Linked DNA regions of Sminthopsis crassicaudata: region 1 is linked to region 2. The links are chromatin contacts, called in public Hi-C maps. All regions are on one chromosome and are shown on one strand. Each heading gives the region's core, a stretch centred on a gene start, on an enhancer-like site or on the middle of the called end of the contact. The rest is flanking DNA. Distances are from core to core; before and after follow the strand shown. Region 1 holds the start of BTBD7 (BTB domain containing 7). Region 2 holds the start of GON7 (GON7 subunit of KEOPS complex).

Region 1 (4,012 bases), core at 1,020-3,519, 140 kb after region 2:
GACTCAGCACAAATAAATATGAAGCTAGTTAGTGTAAGCTAAGAGAAATGGGTATTGCATATCTCAAAATTATTTGAGGACATCTTATAATATTCCACTAGGGCCACATGTTTAAGAGTTCTTTGTAGGGAGTAGCTAGGTAGTGCAGTGGATAGAGCACCAGCCCTGAAGTCAGGAGGATCAGAGTTCAAATCTAGCATCAGACACTTAACACTTTCTAGCTGTTTGGGCTTGGGCAAGTCACTTACCCCCAATTGCCTCAGGGGAAAAAAAATTGTAGAATGTAAGTGATGTTGGATTCTCAAAGCCAGTACAAGTCCTGGCAAATGCCACCAAACTCTGAGGACCAACCTGGTGTCAAAGAGCCTGGTAACTAAGTTTTATGACCAGAGCAAGGCACAAAAGACCATCTGTTTAGGTATAGTGAGGTCTGTGATTTGTGTCAGTATTCCCAATGATGAATTAATTCTATTTTAAATACTATGAAGAGATATACTTTAAATACTAGAGGAAAATCAACTTAGAACTGTTTTTAAATGTTAGGTCTGTGGAAAGGCATACACATTTGTGTCAAGTCTTAGTTATATCAGGCTTTATCTTTAAATAATTAATGTTTAGGGCCTTTATAGACTACTGAATATCAAAGGTTAATTGATATTATGGTATGGTTTTAAACACACACACACACACACACACACACACACACACACACACACACACACACACACACACACACACTCTCAAAACACTATGCAGCTATACTTGTGAAGTTATAAAAATTTTGAAAGAAAATTAACTTAATTTTTAGAAAATCCAGGTGAAGAAATAAGCTTAATAAAAGAGCATATATACACATCATTAGTTACTTCAAATGAGTGTGTGTTTTTTTTCCCCCACTCTTGGTCACAAGGTGAACTTCTGAATTAAAAAAAAAAAAAGTCTGTTCCATTTTCAAGTTTTCTATTTGCGCACACACACACAGACACACACACACAGAAATATCAAAGAAAAGTAGTATTTTAAACACAAAGATAAGGTGGTGGAATGGAAAGAACACTGTAATGGAGACCTGATTTTAGTGCTTGCCCAACCGACCGGACCGCCAGCCAGCTCTTCAACCCTAAGCAAGTCCCAACCTCTGGTTTACTTCATGTGTAAGATGAAACGGGTGTACTAAGGATTTCAGCTAGTTCTAACATCCTGCCATGTACCTATCACTCTTTCACATATTCTTAAAGTTTGGAAAGCTCTTCTCCCAGTTCTCCGGAGAAAAAAGTCACCAATTCCATCAAGTTAAAATATATAGTTGATATTTGGGAACAAAAGATGACGATTCAGTTAACTGAAAATGCTCAAGACCCCGGGGAAAGAGGCAAATTCTAGTCACGTTAGCGCTCTCAGCACGGCTCTGAGTGTTCAGACAGACTGCCGAGCTTTTCCTCCGTAAATTAGGCCTAAAAGTACCTATCACCGTGGTATATTAGTGCCTGGATGCTAACACTAAGAGAAGGAAAGAGCAGCAGGCGCTTTCGGGGCTCTTCCAGGAATGGTAGGAAAGTTCTCATTCCCTGGACGAGCTGGGATCCTAGGCTGCCGAGACCGTGAAAGACTGGAACATTAGCCGTACCTCAAGTGCTCCCTGGCTGCCCTCAAAGCTTCATCTGGATTCCTCCTCCTTCCTCCCTCTCCCACCTGTCAAAACCCAGCTCCAGCTGGACCCCCCAGCGGGGACTCGAGGGGACAACGATCCAACTTCTACCCTCCTCCCGCCCCTCCTAGTGTCCCAAGGACCACCTTTATCCGGAGAATCAAAGAAACCTTCCGGGGTCCACACCCCTCCCCCAGCCCTCGCGCTCATCTCGGAAGACCGGACTTCCACGCTCGCCCAGCGCCCCCTCGGTCTCCTCCGCCCCTAGACCCCGAGCATAGCCGCCGGCGAGAACCACGCTCCCCTCCATCCCCCAACTGGAGCCCCGGACCCCGACAGCAGCGAGCCGGGCTCGGAAGGGAGCGCCGCCTCCTCCGCTCCGATTCTGTCCCGCTCCCCTCCCCAGAGCCCCGCTGCTGCACGCCCCTTCGCCCATCCCGGACGTCCAAGGCGCCCGTCGCCCAACCGGCCCCGCTCTCCGCCTCAGCTCGACCGAGAGAGGACCCTTACCCCGCAAGCTCCTCCCGCCGCTGCCGCTGCTCCCGCTGCCGTCACCCCCGCCGCCGCCGCCGCCGCCTCCCCCAGCGCCGCCGTCCGCCCCGGCGCTGGCACTCCCGGCCATCCTCCTCCCGCCGCCGCCGCCGCCGCCGTCGCCCTCTCCGCTCCAGTCACACACAGGCTCGGGATCCGCGACTGCTTCGGGTTCCCCTCGCCGCCATTTTGACTCCTCGAGAGAGAGCGGGAGGGGCTCACTCGGCGCGGCCCTCGGGGCGCCTGCGCGGCGCTGCGGAGCCGGCCGGGAGGGAGGGACTAAGAGAGAGGTAGAGGCCCCTCGCCCGGTTTGCCCGTCGCCGTTGCCGTCACGTGGTGCGACGCTGGCGGGCGCGTCCCAGCGAGGGGGAAGCGCGTTCTGGGAGCAAAAAGGAGGCATCCAGGGGGCGGAGAGTGCTTTCCAGGGAAAGGGAAGAGGGAGGCGTGCGGGAGCCGGATGGCGGAACCGAGCTCTTTCTTCTCTTGCTTCGTTTGCAGTCTGCGCTCGTCACGAGTTGGCTTCTCTAGGCCGAAAAGTAGAACGTTGACTGAACATTAGAAAGACGCTCCCCGCTTTGTCCCCGGAAGCGCTTTTCCGTGATCATTCATTCATGAAGTGCAGGATCCCTAGTCAGAGTGCCTTTCCCTGGAAAAGTGACTTTTTTTTTTTTTAAGGAAGGAATTCCGCTTTGGAATTTTCCTAGACAGATTTCGACTGCCGTGATTTTTAGGCACCTAGCTATGTGTTCCGAGAGCGCTCTAAAAATACATTGTTGTTAGGTGGCTGTCCATTTGCGTGTGAAAGAACCAAGCATCTGAGGAGAAAAAAAATTAAAACTTGTTTTTAAGTCTAATCTGCATTTTTGGCATATTTCCCCTCCAATCACTTTTTAAAATTTAAGCAAAGAACAAAACGATAAAAACGTTTTCAGATTTCAGAGATGTGAATGCTAATGTACAGTGAAAATTTTAACAATCAACAATCTTACAAACCTAGTGGAATTGGCTCGGGTTTGCCTCAGGAGAGCTGAAATGGCCCAATCGGGACAGAAACCCAGACCTGATTCCAAGGTCTACGCTCTTTACATTACACGGTGGAATCTTTCCTTGTTCGGATAACCTTGCATTTGTATGCATTTAAGACTTTAGAATTTTCGAAGGTTCTGTTTTTTTCCTAGACACCCACCTAAATAAACATCAAATTCATAAAGAGCATGAAATTATAGACTGGTTTTCTCAGTGACACCAGGAGATCAGTGTAGGAGCATAATTCTTCATGATTCAGAACTCAAAATGTGCCTAATTTTCCCTCAAACACACCTTAAAAATTTTCTGTTTCCTTTGGTTAGAGTGTTGTTAATTGTGACCTGATGGAGAGAGCTTAATTTGGGTCAGAAAGACTTCTGTTTGGACTGATTGTATGATCCTGGGAGCATCACTTAAATCTCAGTGTCCCATGCAATTCCCCCAAACTGCAAGTTGCCAAGCAGGTTTTGATCTGCATTGGGAAAACGAAGGGCTTTTTAAATGAGAGAATTGTAGCTCTGGCCTAAAACAAAACAGAACAAAACAGTAAACCATTCCAGGTTCTCCCAGCTATTAGAGCTTTTCTCCTTTATGGTTATTTTCCATAAAATATTTGTACATATTTTATATTTTGTTAGTCATAAACATTTATTAAGCACCATGTGCTAGGTACTAGGGATACCTGATGTGCCTTGAAGATACAAAAATAGAAAAAAGACAGCCGCTATACAAACAAGATATTTGAAAGATAGATTGCAGATAGTAGAGGGAAGATGGTAGCGTTAAGGAGGACGGAGGTGGGATCCA
Region 2 (3,967 bases), core at 1,021-3,520:
ATATTTCAACAAACTTAAATTGAAGTCAAAAGGGATGAGAGGCTTGTCTAATGAAAGGAAACTTCAATTCATCTTACTACTCAAAATATCTAAATGAAATAAAAACTTATCTATCTAAATATGAAAATAAGAATTTATTTGGCTACATCTTATTCTATAAGCATCCTCACAAAAATGCATGTGAAAAAGAGATGCTATCAATTATCTCCATTTTACATATAAGAAAACTGAAATTAAGAGAGGTTAAATGACTTACGCAGGGCAAAATAGAAAAATGTCTGAGGTAGTCATTCTAAACCAAGTACCAGCCTCTGAGTAAATAATAAGTACTATTGGCAGCTGGCAAATAAAATGACCAGACAATGAGCATGAGAAACAATAGCTATGTTCCCATAGTGGAGGAAAATCAGAAGTTTGGGGTTGAAAGTAGTCTAGAGCAGAGGAGCTCCAGAAACCTGTTAAAACTAGTAAAATTGGATGGAACTAGGTGTATAGTAAGAAGAGTTCAAAGTAGGGCAAAGGCCACAGCTTAGCTAGAGTACACAGGACTAATAACTTCATAAATATTAACTTCTCCTAAGGAGCTAAGGTTTAAGTGTCTTGTGACATAAGCAGCAAGAAGGATAAGGGGTATACGTAGTAGGAGGATCTGGAAAGAATGTTAACCTCATCTCCCAGCCCCTGGGGAGGTGGGGTAGGGACTTCCAGGTCAAGGTCAGGGATAAAGTGATATGTTCAGGCTCCTGAAGATTAAAAAAAAAATTAAGTATTTTAGTGGCATATTGGAAAAAAAACAAACCTGGATTTAGAGTCAGAACCCTGGATCTGAATCTTAAATTCTATTTAGACAAGTCATTTCTGTTCTCTAGATCACTTTCTTAGCTAGTAAAATTAAGGGCAAGGGGGCAGCTAGGTGCACCAGCCCTGAAGTCAGGAGGACCTGAGTCCAAATTTAACCTCAGACACTTAACACTTTCTAAGCTGTGTGACCCTGTGCAAGTCACTAAACCCCAATTGCCTCAGAAAAAAAAAGGTGGGGGGAGGGCAAGGCTGGATAACTCTGAAGGTCTCTTCCCAATAATTACTCTTCCCCTCATATAAGGTTGCTTTATTGAGCATCTACTAAAATACACTTTCGTGCTTGGAGCATCTATACTTCATCATGGTAGAGTTCTAAGTATGGCACACTTTACTCTGTAGATGCTCAGTAAATCAGTTTTGCATGGGGGAGTATTTAGATGCTCTAAGAACCTTACTATGCTATAATAGACACTTTATGTATACATTTCACCATAATAAATGCTCACAAGTACTACACTGTGCCATCATTGAAGCTATTCAATAAATAATATCTACTTTGTATAGTGGAAAGAGCAAAGGATTTGGTGTCAGAGGAACAACATTTGAGTCCCCTCGCCACCTATGAGCTTCGTGCCTTTTTGCTTTCTACATCTTGGCTTTCTCATGTTTTTTTTGTTTGTTTGTTGTTGTTTTGTGTTTTTTTTTTAATGGGGATATTTGCACTTTGGACTTCCAAGGTTGTCCTTTTTTAAGCTTTTTGAGGAAGTCTTAATATATTCTACATGTTTGCAATTACATTTTTTTCAATTATCATCTCCCCCAAAGAATGGACATAAAGGCCTAAAAAGTCAAAATAAGTCCGATTAAATACAAATACAACACTGAGTACAGGGAGAGCGGAGAGTTCAAGAATTAAAGGCCCTCCAACATTTTTGAGTCCGAATTTTAAGTTCACCCTTCTCTCCTCACGCAGTTACCACACCCCGTCAACAGAGGTCAACATGAGCCCTTCTGGAGCGTGCACAGTCCGGCCTCAGCCCGGCCTTCTCCACCTCCCCGTCAACCATCTCCTCCTCTTCCCCCACCCCCTCCCGCTTGCACAAAGCGCCCCCGCCGTTGTCAGGACAACAGAGCCGCAGCGGCCGTCATCTAGCTCACCCTCCGAGACTGAGGCGGAGCCTCCAGCCGCGTCCTGCTCATCCTTTCCTTCCACGGTACTGAGGAGCTCGGTTACCCGCTCCCTCATCTGCGCCAATCCAGAAAGCAGTCCCTGGAAGCGACCAGACTCACTCGGCCCCTCGCAAGTTATTCGGATCTGTTGCTGCTGCCCGTCTCGTCCTACAAACTCTCCGAGCAGCTCCATGACGACAGTTCTTCAACTACCCGCCACCGGAGCGACCCGGAAACGGAAGCAATCACTGCCACAGCCGCTAGGGGGAGGGGAGTGGGGAATGGTTCGGGAGAGGGGAGGGAAAGGGGCGGGGATAAGCAATAACAACAACAAAAAAAGAAGCCTGCGCATTTCGTGTCTCCCGCCTTCCCTGGGCTTCCGCTTCCGCAATCGGCGCCTCCGTTCTCCTCCGCAGCTCCCCGCCTTCTCCTCCTGACTCTGATTGGTTTCAGGAAGCGAAGGGGCGGGGTTCCGTCACCTCCGGGTACACCCCTCGCGCGCAGTTTTCCCGCCGCCCCCGATGCTGAGCCCCGGGCCTGCCGGCTGACAGTTGAGTATGGCGGGAGCCGAGCGAAGCGGGGGTCGGCCAGCCGAACAGGAGCCGGTGGTGTCGTTGGTGGATGTATTAGAGGAGGATGAAGAACTGGAGAACGAGGCCTGTGCGGTGCTGGGCGGCAGCGACTCCGAGAAGTGCTCCTACTCGCAGGTGGGCGGGGGGGGGGGGGCAGGGGCAGAAATTGTGGAGCTCTCGACCCCCTCCCACACAAGTCCGCCAGCCCTCCGCCTTCCGCCCTCTTGATCGTTCCGCAGACTGAATTTGGACTGCTTCAGGCCCCCGGCCTGTTCTCCCTTCCAAAATTTCCTGAGATCATTCTGGATCCTCCCCTGCACGCCCCCCTCCTCGCGCCTGTTCTCGGCTCGTTCTCTGCCCCGAGCATCCCTCTCTTCCCGGCCCGTTCTCTCTGCGGAGATTCCCCCCCCCCCATTCTTTGCCAGTTCACTTCTCCTTTTGGGCGTCCCTGTCCCCGCGCTTGACCTGCTCTTCCCCCTTCAAAATTCTCCTCCCACTTTGGTGTCCGGGGTTTCCTAATTCCCAGCTCGACCCCCCTTTGCCATCTTGCCCCGCCCTTCCCAATGTGTCTCGTTCCCAACCCGAACCTCCCGTTCCCCAGGTTTCCCTAGTCCCCAGCCTACTCCCGTTCCTAACCTAACTTCTCATTCGCACCAGTCCCCCTTCTCAGTCTTTTTTCCTGGTTCCAACCTACATCCCCAACTTTCCTTTCCATCTGACTCTGTCTCCATCCTTAACAACTTTCCTCGTTTCCACTTAGAAATCCTCTCATTCCTGTGCAAGACCGCCCTTCTTTCTCTTGTAGAGGCTTTTCTGCCTTCCAGGATCTTTTTTTCAAATATCCTTTTTCCTTCACATCAAGCAGTTACTAAGCCCCGGTGTTGCAGGCGCGGTACGAAGGAAAGACAAAAAACGCCTCGGTCCTTCCCCCGAGGACGTTACACCACCAGGTTGCTTTTGCCCTTCTGAGCCAAAGATAGGCAAAGACAGGCCTTTGCCGCTGAGCACAGTGCCTGGAGCAAAGTGGGCACTTAATAAATGCTTGTTGACCGGAGACAACAATTTGTTAACTACCATGTACCGAATAAAGTGTAAATAATTTCCAGGGAAGACACTAGGATTAAGGGGATCAGGAAAAGCTGCTTGCAAAAGGTGATTATTTTAGCTTGAATTCTTAAGACTTGAAGGGAGAGCATCCAAAACCAGTGAAAATGCACGGGGTTTCCTCATTTTTGGTCCTCTTTACCATTCTTGTCAGTGTGGCCTCATTCCTTTTCTGGATCCCCCAATTTATTTTTCCCCCGGTCATTCCTCACTACTTCTATTCCCTTCCCAAGGCACCTTCTATTTATGTTTTATCTATTCCATTCCTTTCATCGGTAGGTTGCCCCCACTTCAGCCCCTCAACATTATCTTCTCCACTG

What was found. A called contact is a pair of places that touch in the nucleus more often than the background predicts.
Region 1: a contact with region 2 is called in a Hi-C map of hippocampus, with 6 times the contacts expected there. The contact joins the promoter of BTBD7 here to the promoter of GON7 in region 2. A contact is called at or near these places in 2 of 2 Hi-C or Micro-C datasets (fibroblasts and hippocampus).

Annotation. Positions count from the first base shown.
Region 1 is chr2:290,423,010-290,427,021 of ASM4859323v1, forward strand. It overlaps BTBD7 (BTB domain containing 7), which reads right to left and starts at 2,270. Exons shown (of 11, transcript XM_074289675.1): 1 at 2,159-2,270.
Region 2 is chr2:290,280,475-290,284,441 of ASM4859323v1, forward strand. It overlaps GON7 (GON7 subunit of KEOPS complex), which reads right to left and starts at 2,271. Exons shown (of 3, transcript XM_074289667.1): 1 at 1,960-2,271. The coding sequence starts at 2,164. It overlaps UBR7 (ubiquitin protein ligase E3 component n-recognin 7), which reads left to right and starts at 2,433. Exons shown (of 11, transcript XM_074289659.1): 1 at 2,433-2,678. The coding sequence starts at 2,529.